Linked DNA regions of Rattus norvegicus: region 1 is linked to region 2. A link is a contact called in public Hi-C data. All regions are on one chromosome and are shown on one strand. The core of a region is the stretch at or near the end of the contact, and the rest is flanking DNA. Distances in the headings are between cores, read along the strand shown. Region 1 has its middle 77 kb from the start of Armc1. Region 2 holds the start of Bhlhe22 (basic helix-loop-helix family, member e22).

Evidence for each region. Hi-C and Micro-C count contacts between places; a contact is called where the count stands out from the background.
Region 1: a Hi-C map of liver shows a contact between it and region 2, with 6 times the contacts expected there. The contact joins the enhancer-like site here to the promoter of Bhlhe22 in region 2. A contact is called at or near these places in 12 of 12 Hi-C or Micro-C datasets (the A7r5 cell line, the Rat2 cell line, Schwann cells and 7 more) and 1 of 1 datasets of contacts at active chromatin or transcription factors (oligodendrocytes).

What each region holds. Positions count from the first base shown.
Region 1 is chr2:103,490,070-103,492,769 of GRCr8, reverse strand. No RefSeq gene overlaps it. Among named protein-coding and RNA genes, the nearest start is that of Armc1, 77 kb to the left of the region's middle. Within about 2 kb of position 1,424, at least 2 of the 93 cell types and tissues checked have an H3K27ac peak or open chromatin away from gene starts, as enhancers often do. A contact at or near this core is called in kidney and liver, where this site is marked.
Region 2 is chr2:102,401,339-102,404,038 of GRCr8, reverse strand. It overlaps Bhlhe22 (basic helix-loop-helix family, member e22), which reads right to left and starts at 1,417. Exons shown (of 1, transcript NM_001108940.2): 1 at 1-1,417. The coding sequence starts at 1,030.

The DNA of each region.
Region 1 (2,700 bases), core at 175-2,674, 1.1 Mb before region 2:
GTCTGACCTGTATCTGTCCTTTACAAAGGGTTTTGTTTTGTATTTATTGAATGGCTCAGGAAATGTGGCATGAGAAAGGAATGAAGGATACATTCAGTAACAAACTCAGTAACAAAGTTTCACAAGGAAACAAATTACTTCACTGACCTCAACTGACCCAGAATAGCACTCAAAACCACAAATGTGTTATCAATCTATACCCACATGTTGCTTCCAATATTTCTGCTATATTTGTTTTGTTTAAGGATTTTTACAACCTGGTGGCTGCATTAAGCAAATAAGTACCAGAGTGTGCATGTGATGGTAGGAGGACTCCCACAATTTGTCCTTGCACACACACACACACACACACACACACACACACTCGCACGCACACACACACACACACATTCTGGGTCAGGGGCATGGACATAAATTAATATTAAAGCTATGCAATTAGGATAGGTTGTAAAAGGTGATTGCATGGGAAATCCAAGGCATGGTAGGATTGGCTATGTTGTTTCCTCAATGGCAGGTTAAAATTAAACAGGCTGAGTGCACAGTAGGGTAGCAGGTTGAGTACATGGTCTGAAATGGACTCAAGGCATTTTATTAACTTGGCTGCAAAATTTGTAAAAGTTCATTCTCTTCGAAGGTAAGACATTTTTAGAAAAATGTATCTCTATACAATTCCTGCTTTTTGAGTGCTGGGATTACAGAGGTCTACTGTGAAAACCAGCAACTTCTTTAGTTCTTGATAAAATAAATAATGAACTTTAGTTACTGTGTGAAGACTGAAAACTTGCCTTTTCGTGTATTTGTATTTTGGTGACCACTTGTTGGATGTTTCACTGAAATGGAAGGTAGTGAGCTGGGCCCTAGCAAGTAGGTACCATATAAATGGCCTTTTTTACAGGTCTCATTTCCTCTGTTGGAGCTGGGGCACCAGGCAGAAAGATGGATAACATTCAGAGAAGCAGTGATGGAAAAGTACCCTCTGTGATCCTGGGAGGACCGAGAAAGTCAGAGACGAGCACTGATCCACATTTCACAGGAAGTGTCTTTCTGGCTTGGCCAGCTTACCTCTGTACATGACAGCATTTCAGCATGACAGCATGGGTTGTTACTAGGACTTTTCCAACATGACAGACATTAAGAGCTTCTGAGAGTCTAGGGCAAGGAAGGACCAGAGCAAATGCACACTTGGGTGCATTCCCCTGCCTCCATGCCATTCACCCTTTGTCTGACGGGCTAGGCTTCATCTAGGGTTTCCTTTCTTTGTTCTTTACAGGTAGAGGAAAGAAAGGCTTTGGAATGTGTGAGTAGCATCAGAGTTTATCAGTTCCCTTGCCTTTTGCTTCTGTGAGCCACTCGTCAAAGACAGGGTGACCTTCCCAATCAATTTGTTACTAAATCCAGAGACTGAGTAGCCTTCAAACCAGCTATAAGAGGTCAAAGAGCAGAATGAGTAGGTTTTACTTGCTGACATGCTGGAAACATCAACGACTGTTAATAATTCTCACTGTGTTTTCCTAAGTGCATGTGTACTTTGATTTGTGTTACAATTCAGGCATCAGTCTCTCTTCTTAAAAAATCTCACTGCTTTAACAGCATAGGCCTATGAACAGAGGAATTTATTCATCATGTATACACTAGGTTATAAATTAGTCCTTTTTTATGGTCAGACCTCACCTAAGGAGGTAGCATCCAGAAAACCTCTAGATGAAGTGTAGAGACCAGGACTGGCTTCTGGCTCTGGGGCTGTGGCCGCTATTTCATAAAGTGAGGACAAGCTTCCTCTGGTTGCTTTCAGTTTGACATACTGTTTTGCAGGTAACAAATAGAGGTTTGGATGTTTACTAAGAACAAGTGCATGAGCTGTGGTGGAGCTCAGTGGTAAATTGTGTGCTACTAAGCACACAAGTACGTGTAAGGTCCTGGGTTCGATTCCCAGCAGTACCACTACTAACATAAAACGGTCTCTAAAAGGTTACATGTTAAAAGAGTGGACCCCAGGGGTGGAGTGGTGGTGGGTAGCCAGCCATGGGGAGGGGCTGTGGAAAAGCACTCGCTTCTAAATCCTTTCTTTATTTGCTTCCCAGATGACATAAACAGTTTGCTTTACCAAGTGTTCCCGAAGTGATGTATTGCTGTTGTTGGGGGCAATTTGATTTTGGTTGGGAACATCACTTTATTAGTGAATTGCCTCAGGTGTTTTATTGTAGACAGAAAGCTGAGTAATGCATTGTTTGATTATTTCCCCCTGATAGCTAGTGCTTGCAGACTGTATGAAGGCTGAGAAGCAGAAGCTGCCTGACACCCCCCTTGCCTCTAGGGTTGCTTATACCACAGGCTTCAGCTTCGCTCTGCTTCTTTGTTCTGTTTGGAGCAAGTTTCCATCTTGTTCTTCTGCTCAAATCTAGTGTAGTGTTGTCTGTGGAGACACTTACCAGAAATCTGCATGGCTAAATGGATCTTCAGCTTTACCGTATCATTTCTTACTCTTTTCATGATGTATGGTAGGTATTCTTATTCAATTTTATTTTAGTTATTAAGGTATCTGAGGTTTATGTTAAAAAGAATAACCAATTTGTTTACTTTCATGTAGATGAGATATTAATTTTTTTCCAACTGGCAGTAAGGAAAGGCTAGAGTTTCAGATAAAGTATAAGACATTCATTAGAAATTTAAATTTTAGGTAAATAACACAAGGATATTATT
Region 2 (2,700 bases), core at 168-2,667:
GGCTAGATGAGACGCTGTTGAATAGGGCACACTTTTCGGGACAGGAGGCAGCGGGCGGCAGCCCTGCACTAAAGGGGTAGCCGGCTGCCTGCTCGTAGGCGCCTAGCGCTGGGTGCAGGGCAGCGGCCGCCGCGGCGGCGGCCGCCGAACTGGGTAGAGAGGCTGCCGAGATGGCCTGGCCTTGGTTGAGGTAGGCGACTAGGCGCCGCATTTCCTCCAGGGCCTGTGCCTGCATGAGGATGTAGTTCTTGGCGAGGAGCAGCGTGGCGATTTTGGAGAGCTTCCGCACCGAAGGGCTGTGCGCGTAAGGGATGACCGCGCGCAGCTCATCTAGAGCGTCGTTCAGGTCGTGCATCCTCCGGCGCTCGCGGGCGTTGATGTTGAGGCGCAGCGCCTTCTGCTCTTTGGATTTCTTGCTGCTGCCGCCGCCGCCGTTGCCGCCGCTGCCACTTGTGGGCCCCCCCGGGGGGAGGCCCGAGCCACCGTGCAAGTGGGCGTTGGAGCAGCCCTCCGCCACCTTGGCACCGCCGCTCCCCGCTCCTGGCGATGCCCGTGGGTCGGGGCCCCCGGCTCGCAGCACCAGCTCGCAGCGGCCGTCGCTGTCGTCGTCGGGGCTCTGCTCCCCGCCGCTACTCTCGGCCACGGAGCCGCGGCCCGCGCTCTCGCCGTACTTGAGGCACAGGGCAGCCCCCGCCGGCAGGCTGCTCAGGCTCGGCTCGCCCCCCACGCCCGCTGAGCCCACGAGTAGCCCGGGGACACTCACCCCGCCGCCGCTCGCACCGCCGCCTCCTCCGGGCGGAGGCAACAGCAGCCCGGCCCCTTCGGGGTCAGCAGGCTCGAAGCAGCCGAGGGGCGACGAGGACGACGCCGGGCGTTCGCGAGTTGGCGGCGCCAGGGACAGGTCCATGCCCGGGGGCGTGGAGCGAAAAGCCGCCTCCAGGCGTTTGGCGGCGGAGGCGCCCAGGCTCTTGTGCAGGAAGAGGTCGTCTTCGCTGGCGGCCGCCGCACCAAGGTGCAAACCGCGCTCCATCGTCCCGGCCAGCCGCCGCCTGGGCTCGGGAGTCAGGCGGCTGCACAGACGCGCGCCGGCCGGGCTCCGGAGCTGCTGCGTGCGTCGGTCCCCGCACTGCCCGCAGCCCTGTCCCCTTCTTTTTCTTTTTCGCCTTCCCCCGCGCTCGCCGCCTCCTCTTCTTCTTCTTCTTCGTTTCCAGCCGACGGTGCTGGCTGCTAAGGCTCACCATGGGCCGCGGCCCCTCATGGTGGGAGGCTGGTCGCGGAGGGAGTGGAGCTGCCGCCGCTGCCGCCTCTGAGTCCAACCCCGCGCCTCCTCTCTGCACCGTTTATCTTGCTTGGATTCACCTTCAAGAGATTTCCGGACCCATCAACCAGCCACCGCCACAGACGGGGGAGTCTTTTACATCATTATCTCTGAGTAGGTTATTATGAAGAAGACTCGCCTGTTGGGACAGCGCTTTCTACCCAATCAGGTTAACGTTTTAATTAATAGGATTAAAACGGTAACAAACAATCGCAGGCGCTATCTGGCCGCTAGTCTGAATAGTTTCATTCCCCAGGTCTGAAGACAGGCAGCAGCCAGAGCTTTATAAAAGGCGCCTGCTCCATTATTCTGCCTGCCATCTGTATACACAGCTTAGCGCATATGTTTGCAAGGCGCTGGGTCCTGTTAGTAACCCAACAACTGCCTTTAGCTTGACATGTGTGGCGACTTTCACTCATCAATGAGCACACTAAAAGCCCTACTTAGAGCCGAGGATGTTCTTTGCTCCTTCAGCAAATTGTATATCCGCGGTAAAGGCTCAGAGTCCAGTGGAAAGCAGACTCCCCCCTTCCGCCCCCACTGCGCAACCCCCCACCCCGCCCAATACACACACACACACACACACACACACACACACACACACATACACACACACACTACCCTTCACTGGGCCACTACTGTCTCAGCTTGAGTAGTTACTCTCACAGGAGAGAATTATATTTCTCCCTGTTAATAGCATGTCTGCATTTAGAGATGGAACCTGGGGGCTGGGGGTAGGGGTGAGTTCCTTGCTGTCCTGCCTCGAATTTACCCGAGATTTTCAGCCAGTAGTCAGCAAAGCAAGAGCGAACCCAGATTTTTCTCCGTGCCACGTTCCTCACAGCCCTCCACTGCCCATTTCCTATAGATGAGAAAATTTAAACCATTTAAAAAGCACTAAAATGATGACCAAGTAGCTTACATAGACCGTTCGATTTAAAACTCGAAGGGGCGGCAGAGTGGGGGAGGCCTTTGCAGAGTCCCCCACGCTGTGGTGAGAGATCGAGTTTGTGGCGAGAGAAGCGCACTGCTACATGGACAGAAGGAAAAAACAAAAAACAAAAAACAAAAAACAAAAAACTACTCTCAAACTTTCCTCAAGATTAAATCCAGTTGCTTCGCAAGAGGGAACATCGAGAGTCGAATCTTCTCACACACCAAGTGGGGGCATTCGTGCATGTAGCTGCTCTGAAGCCGCTTGGGGACATCTGGATCCATCTGGGCTGTTCCTGGAGGTTCAGGGCAGAATTATGGAAACAAGTGCTCTCCGGGTGGAGACAGTACACACGCGGTCCTCGTTCTTCTGAGTCCAGTCTCTTGAAGCACATGGTATTTAGTGGCTAGTTTTCATCTTTATAAGTAAAAACAATATTCCCCAACAT